Regions from separate parts of the Arachis hypogaea genome. Here region 1 is linked to region 2. The links are chromatin contacts, called in public Hi-C maps. All regions are on one chromosome and are shown on one strand. The core of a region is the stretch at or near the end of the contact, and the rest is flanking DNA. Distances in the headings are between cores, read along the strand shown. Region 1 holds the start of LOC112754588. Region 2 holds the start of LOC112754584 (aberrant root formation protein 4).

The links. A called contact is a pair of places that touch in the nucleus more often than the background predicts.
Region 1: a contact with region 2 is called in a Hi-C map of an unstated tissue, with 7 times the contacts expected there. The contact joins the promoter of LOC112754588 here to the promoter of LOC112754584 in region 2. A contact is called at or near these places in 3 of 8 Hi-C or Micro-C datasets (leaf and an unstated tissue).

Annotation. Positions count from the first base shown.
Region 1 is chr16:104,579,768-104,583,921 of arahy.Tifrunner.gnm2.J5K5, forward strand. LOC112754588 reads left to right here and starts at 2,750. Exons shown (of 10, transcript XR_011874396.1): 1 at 2,750-2,865; 2 at 2,964-3,129; 3 at 3,227-3,304; 4 at 3,391-4,120. It overlaps LOC112754587, which reads left to right and starts at 520. Exons shown (of 2, transcript XR_011874395.1): 1 at 520-1,144; 2 at 1,285-1,621.
Region 2 is chr16:104,138,275-104,142,073 of arahy.Tifrunner.gnm2.J5K5, forward strand. It overlaps LOC112754584 (aberrant root formation protein 4), which reads right to left and starts at 2,317. Exons shown (of 15, transcript XM_025802266.3): 1 at 1,982-2,317; 2 at 582-1,027; 3 at 1-148. The coding sequence starts at 674.

The DNA of each region.
Region 1 (4,154 bases), core at 1,500-3,999, 440 kb after region 2:
TAATTATTTTTTTTTTAAAACAAGGAGCTCAACACAATAAAGTGGAGCAAATAGGACTAGTTAAACACAACAAATAACCTACAAATAGTAACGTGCAACACAAAGAAGTATCCCCATGTCATCTCCGGCATAGACATCAACAACATAAGGGATCCACACATATCCACTCGTTAGAGCTAACATGTTGATAATTTCTCCAACGCCTTTGCTTTCATTCTGAAATATCTTTCTATTATTTTCCATCCAAATATTCCAAATAACTGCATAGAAACACCTCAGTCGCTGCTCTCGATCCAGCGATCTAGATGTGACCAATTATATATTTATGTAATTACATTGTTCTTTATGTGATTTATTAGATTTTATATTTATTTAATTTAATTAAAAAATCTCTAAATATTCTCATATTCAACTTTTAAATACAATATTCTACTAAAAAAAAATATTATCCATTATTCATAATCTCAACTATACGGGGCAACACCACTTTATAAGGTAAGTTGCTCATGAAGCCTAGTCATATTTAGGTGTGGATAGCAAAACGAGCTTAGCGGCCCAATCATCTTGTGTGGGTACATTTTTTTATGCAACATTGGGGATAGTTTTCACCTATTAAACTATTAAACCCTCCCCCAAAGTTGTCCTTATTCATTACCACAATCCAAGCAAAACACAAAAGGGAGGTTCAAGATTACTGACGCTATGGTGCCCGGGAGTAATCAGGATTGTTATGTTGTATTCAAAGGGAGGCATCCTGGAATATATCCGACTTGCGAGGTAGCAGAGCCTGAGGTAACCGAGTTTTCCCACAATCTTCACCGCAGATATCCGACCTATGAAGCGGGGTGGTATGAAGCGGGGTGGAAGGCATGGTTTGAGTTCAGTGGTGGCCAGGTCAACGGTGGATCTTTAAGTGGTGGTGAACTTCAGCTTGTGTCCGTGGCCGAAGATGTTCCAATCAGTGGGTATGCTCCTCTACCGACAGAAACTGGCTTCCATGTTCGAGATGACAGCTATTACCGCCGAGTTTTTGAACCGACTTGGGGTCCCTTTACAAAGTATGAAAATTTCTGGAAGCAGGTGGGAGTGAAAACCCAACACTCAGTAGCCACACAATCTCCTGTTGAAGGCACGACCTCACAAGGTATGTATTCATAAGTTAATGGAGTTGGTGTTCATATTATGTTGGGCAAGTTGAAGCAAATACAATGTTGAGCGTATGCATGCTGTTTTTATTTTAATGCGGTGGTGTATGCAGATGCTGATGTCATACCCTTGTTGCAGGAGGCCGTTGCATCCTTGGAAGGCCGCGTGTCACAGTTTGAGGCTGAAAAGTTGGATCTTTTCATACAACTATCGAGGATAATCGAACAACTCTCCATACTGTTTAACCTGAAGGAATGCCAAAAGTAAGAACATGATCCCACTGTGTCCCGACGGGTGGGGGTGTCTTTTGTTGTGAATTTTGTCGTCGACGGTGGGTCGTCGTGTTGTGTAAGCTTCAGCGAGTCTGAGTCCCGTGAACATGTATTACTTGTCTTGTTTTGACTGTCATATATGATGTTACTACTTTGGGATGAATAGAATGGTAACCAGATAGTGATGTAGTTAACATCGATAATATATTTTTGTGTAAACCTGTACGATTCATTGATCATGTGTGCGAGAATAATAGTTACTTCAAATTCTAAAACATTGAAACTATGGAACGGCATTGGCTGTTCTATAAATGGCGGAGTGTGGAGCGTGGGGTGGGGAAGGTACACTTCAAAAATGTTATAAATTTTGCAACTTAATTCGTTCAGCGCGTCATGGGGGTTTAGATTCAAAACTTGGTGGTAGCAAGAAAATATAACTATCACTGAGAAAAAAAAAGGATGGTTACTGGACTAGAATAATTATCCCCCATGTACCTAAGTATTCGTGAGAGCATTTTTAAATGGTGTGATTTCGTGATTTTTTTTGTGAAACAATAAGTAAAGGGGTTTTCTTTTTTTCTCCCCAACTCGTAATCGATAACGAATCTTACATGACTTAGCTATTGGCAAAGAAAACCAATCAATAGCGTGTTTGTAGAAACACTAAGTCAGACCTCGTGCTACCCCCTATAAGTGATCTCACGTGGAGTGCTGTGCCCATAGAAACATACACATCAAAGGAGTGACATCGCGTGCAAGACAGTCTAATGATTTCATAACGTGCCCCTTTGACTTGCCCCACATTTTAACAGGTAATAAAAAAAATTGTTCTGTTCAATGATGGAAGAGCGGAGCACAAAAATTTTTTTCCATGCAGATGTCCACAGTTAGAAATTGTAAGCCATTAGAACCTCATGTTGGTACACAACTTAAAACTTTGGGCTTTTTTGGGCTATGGCTGAAATAAATTTGTTTTATTTTGACAAAAAAAAAGCCCATTTGGGTAACCACATCATGTGTAAAGCCTAATTTTTGGAACAAAATGTTTATGTAGACAACTTAAAAACCCTTTTTCCCAAAACCTTCGTATAAAAGAAAAAATCCCAAAAGCCTGATAATATGCCACAGTTGTGTTCGTTTTCTTTGTATATTCATGATTGTCGTTACACTTCATGTGGTGGTTACCAACATCGAACGAAAATTAATATCTTGGTGTGTGTGTAATTTTTTTTAAGGGGTTGTTTATAACAGGTGGCCACGGTTTAGAAACGGCATCTTTGAAATAGCTTGTTCGTGAATTTCATGATAAATATTCAAATTGAATTTTGTATCAACCCTAGGGTTTGACACAATGACAACGACCTCTGCAGCGGCTGTTCTTTTCCAAGGTCTCTCTACGGCCTATCTAACAAGCTTCATCATATCCTACCTATTTCTCTAATGCAATGTAAGCAAGAGTAGCAATTTTCGACTATCATAAAAGGCAAATGAAAACTCCCTCTCTTAACAAGTTCCACCTTTCTCCCTCTCTTTACACCTTCTCAGACAATAGCCAGAAAAGCTTTGGAGCAGGTGTAGCTAGGAAAGCATGGACGACAACGCAACCAACATTATCGATGTCGACTCTACAAAAGAAGGGGAGGACGATGCGGGGAATGTGATGGATCAAGATGCTGAGTGACCCAACGGCAGAGACGTTTGTGGTGTAAATGTGACAACATTTTTTCATGGCTGTAATTTTTTTCCTGATTTAGTTGCATTTCACGTATAATTCTGTAATCTACCTTACCCCTTTCCGTTGTCAACAGGCTACTGTTGCCGCTGCTTTGGTGGAGCTGAATAGGAAAATGAATGAATTAAGTAAGAACCTGATGAAGGTGTTAGACGTAGGTCACTCCCTCATAACATCTAAAAAAATGTGAACATCGTGTCTATGTTTTTACCTTTTTCATCTCTATGTTTTGCAATACAGGCACATAAGAAGGATGCAGAACGAGTTGGTCGTATGGATGATGAAATGAGGCAGGGCCTCGCATTGGTTGAGGCATGCATGGAAATATTCATACAGCCTCAACATGGGGCCCCATCTGAAGAAAGAATGGTTCCGCCAAATGTTACCGTCACAGCCATCGATAGCGTGGTCATGGAGTGTACACGAACCCCCTTAAGGCATGCAGCTGATGCGGTGGGAAGTCGTACCGACTCTGGAGGCACTAAGATCCCACCGAAAAGAAGTGGTGGTGATACCCCCTCCTCCCAAATCTTCATGGCTCTTGGAATGAAGGGACCATCATTTTTGGGTCTATGATGCAAGTAAAAGCTACAACTGCACTGAAGACCCCACCACCATACCTCGGTGCCTTTGAGGTGAGGGCCTCCCCTGCAGTTTAATAGTCACACCTCCCTACCAACACCAAGGGACCAGTGAAGCTTCATCCTTTTTTATTGCTTAGGGTTTGTGACCAATGAACGTTGTTGTCTTGTAATGTAAACATGTTTATGCTTCTTCCTTCATGTGAGACTCGGAGATGGCATTGGAACTTCCGTTAGCCATTTTTGGTGTAAATCTGAATCCATCAAAACTTCCTAAACTAACACTAGAATCATCGGAAGAGATGAAAAAATTCGGAAAGATTCGAAGGCCCCCAAGGGAGGCGCCCTCCCAAATCTCCTCTGCGCTGGTTGGGGTCGTTTTCCTGCCGGTAAGTTCTGGTTGTCAATCTTGTTTACATGCAA
Region 2 (3,799 bases), core at 1,067-3,566:
GATGGATCTCAGTGAGAGCATCAAATGCATCATTCTGCGCAGGCTCATTGTTTAGGTCTGAAAGAGCGGCATCCGATAAAGAATCAAGGAAGTTGACAAGCTCTGAGATTGTGCTGTCAGACTCATGGATATCGCCAGCCTCAACCAGCTACAAAGTGTAAAAATCAAAGCATATCAAACATGCTTTTCATTTATTGCTCCCCAAACCATAACAACTATAACAATAACAAATTCTTCTTCCACTATGTGAGTTCAGCTAATGTATCTCATAATCCTATACTGTAGTAGTAAACTAGGTCTATACTAAAATCATTAAAATCTAATAAACTAATAACGCATTATAAAGCTTTTCTTTTTCTTGATTCATAAATTTAATTGCTTACTTCATCTATGCTCTAGCTTGATTAAATAAAAATGAACAAAAACAAAGTGTTAAGCTTGATCAAAGTTGTTAATTTCATTCGAGTTTAGAAATGATGCAAGCATTCAATTGAAACCAAATCAAATTAACTAAATAACAAAGAAAAGGGAAAAAGATGAAAGGAAAAAAGGTCTAGAGGTTTAGAAGGGATTGATCTTACTTTAGAGCATGATTGTAGAATCCTTTGAATGGTATTCTGAGTTTCAGAAGCTTGAAACGACACAGTTTCACTCTCTCCAGACATGGATGACATCAGAGTATTATGAACAGAAATCAGAACCACTGCAAGTCTCCCTCCACAGCTTCAACCTTTACTACCCGACCATGCATCACCACCATTTCCATCAAGGGTTACCAAATCCCCTTTTTTTTATTTTTCTTTTTTCTGGAAAAAGATGCCAAGATGGTGAAGAGAAGACAAGTTAGCGTGCTGCAATTTCAGTTAGCAACACTGAAGAACCAGGTGAGGACAAATCCGTCTTTTCGGCGTCTAAGCAGCAGGGAGTGAGACTGTGAGAGTGAGTTCCAGCAGCTACTACTCACTACTGGTCATCAAACCGTTTTAGTCACTGGTTCACTGATCCAACCGGTCCAACCGTGATTCAACTGGAAAAATCATTTTAGAATAAAATAATAAATAAATTATAAATAAACATTCTAAAATATAATTATATTCTAATATAAATCTTAAAATATCTTCCAAATTTAAAACACTACATGAAATATCATCAACTAAAGCTATATGATCTTATCAAAATACAAACTCAAAAGTTAAATAGTAAAAAGAAATATTTAAATATTAAATGCCAACATAAAAATTTGTTATCAATCATCAAAATTCGCAAAAACTTGTTAAGAACTCAACATTAGAAGCCATTAGTTTCAACTTTAACAGAATACAATTTCATGAACAATTAGGGTAACTCTTGGTCTGGGGTCTGCAGGGCACATTCTTCGCTTAGGTTTATCAATGATGACTTTCCAACATTAGGGTATCCAACTATTCCAGCTCGAACCTTTATACAGTGACATGAATAATTCACTTCAACTTAGTTATATTCATTTGAAACAAGTACTAACGAGTGAGAATTAGTGTAAGACTTAAAAAGAAAAATAAACTTATCTTTGTAAAATGAAAAATATAAGAAATAGACTAAAGATTATACACAGCAATCACATAGATTATTTTGGTTATGCAATTTACTGATCCAAACTTTCACTCAAACAATGTGTAATGCTGCAACAGAGAAAGAAGTACAAAATTACTACCCATACGGTTTAAATTATGTTTTCCTTGTATGGATATTAGATAATGAAAGGAATTCTTTTGAGCAATAAGAGAAATTCTTTTGCCAAATAATTATTAAAGGAATGACACAACTAAAATTGACAATTAATTGTTACATAACCCAGTGGACGAGGAAGCATTCCAATTAATTAAGTGAAAAACCCAGTAAGTACTGAAAAATCAAGCATCAACCAAGAAGTTTGCATAACAATACTTGTCATTCTCATTCCAACCAAGGTAACATTACTGAACAGATAAACGACCTCCCTCACCTTATCATCCCCGCACTCGCGACGGCGACAACACACGAGCCACCAGACCTGACACGGGGATCCATCTCTGTAGCGAATCTCGCCGGGAACAGCGCCTCGTCGAGCCTTGCGGAGAATGCAAAGTCGAACGCACCGTCGAAGAACGGCGGGTTGTGAGGGTCAGCGCGCTGGACAAACGCCGACGAACTAGTGGCTGGCGCCAGCAGAGACGCAGGGAACCTCGGAGTGGTTAGAGGCGGCGACGGTGTTGTTGGAGAGGAGAAGCAACAGTTGGAGGCAGGGGAAGAAGGGGGAGGCTGCTGAGATCTAGGGTAAAATTGAAAAATTAGGGTGTTTATTGTTTAGTAAAACGGCATCGTTTAGTAAGAACCGGCCAGTTTCGGATCCGATCTAACCGGCCGGTTCTTGGCCGGTTCAACAGTTTCTAGCCGATTCTTCAATTGTCGGTTTTGGATATAAGACTGGACTATTAATACCGTCGGTTTTCGGTTAAACCGGTTCGACTGGTCAATTCGATCTTATTTTCAGAATCATATATTTTTGTATTATTCAAATTTTTAATTTATACTGTTATTCGGGCATTCAAGGAAAAAACTTATTGTTTTATTAAACTTAAGATAATTTATTAATAGAATATGATTTCTATTTATTATTATTATTTTTATATATAATAAAATTATAAAGGTAAGATTAATTAAGATAATGGTAAATTATTAAAAATATACTCGAATTATCTTGATAAAAATGTCTCTAAATTTTGTCATAAGCAAAATTAGATTATATTACGTATATACTAAAATCAACCACAAGTATAAAATACATGTTAGAATATAAATACATATTAAAAATAAATTAAATCACACATTTATTTATATAAAAATATATTGATAGCTAATTTTAATAACTAATTTTAGTGTACGAATAGCATTTTTAGACAAAAATACTCTCTAATATTTTAAAAATCTGTCAAAAAAATTCATCCATGATCGGAGATCTATTTTGTTAAAGAAAAAGAATAACGTGGCTCATTTGTTAAATGTCAAAATCTCACTTGCCACACAAGAAGCTCTAATTATCGCATCACTGTTAGTTCACCCGTGTAAATTTTTATCATATTTTTAAAGGTTAATCACCAAAAACGCTCCCAAATTATTTAAATGCTAACAAAAATACACCCAAATTTTATTATCGAAAAAAATGCCTTTAAATAATTTAAAAACACAACAACAATACCCAATAGTAAATATATATATATATATATATATATATATATATATATATATATATTTTAAAAAATACTTTAGAGATTGAATTTTGATGTGATTTTTTACCAGCATAATTAAAAAAATGAGATATTATTATTCTTAAAATTTGGTAATTTTTTATAAGTATATATTTTTTTGTGAATTTTTAAAAGTATTATTATTTATTAACAAAAAAATTACAAAAAAATATATACTCAACGAAAAATCACCAAATTTTAAGGATAATAATATCTCATTTTTTTAATCATGTTTGCAAAAAATTGTATCAAAGTTCAATTTCTAATGTATTTTTTGAGAAATACATATTTAATGTTAGATAATCTTGCAAAAAAACTAATATTAAATATGTATTTCTCAAAAAATACATTAGAGATTGAATTTTGATGCAATTTTTTGCAAGTATGATTAAAAAAAAGATATTATTATTCTTAAAATTCGGTGATTTTTGTTAAGTATATATTATTTTGTAATTTTTTAAAAGTATTATTGGTTGTTAACAACAAAAAATATAAAAAAATATATACTTAATGAAAAATCACCAAATTTTATGTAT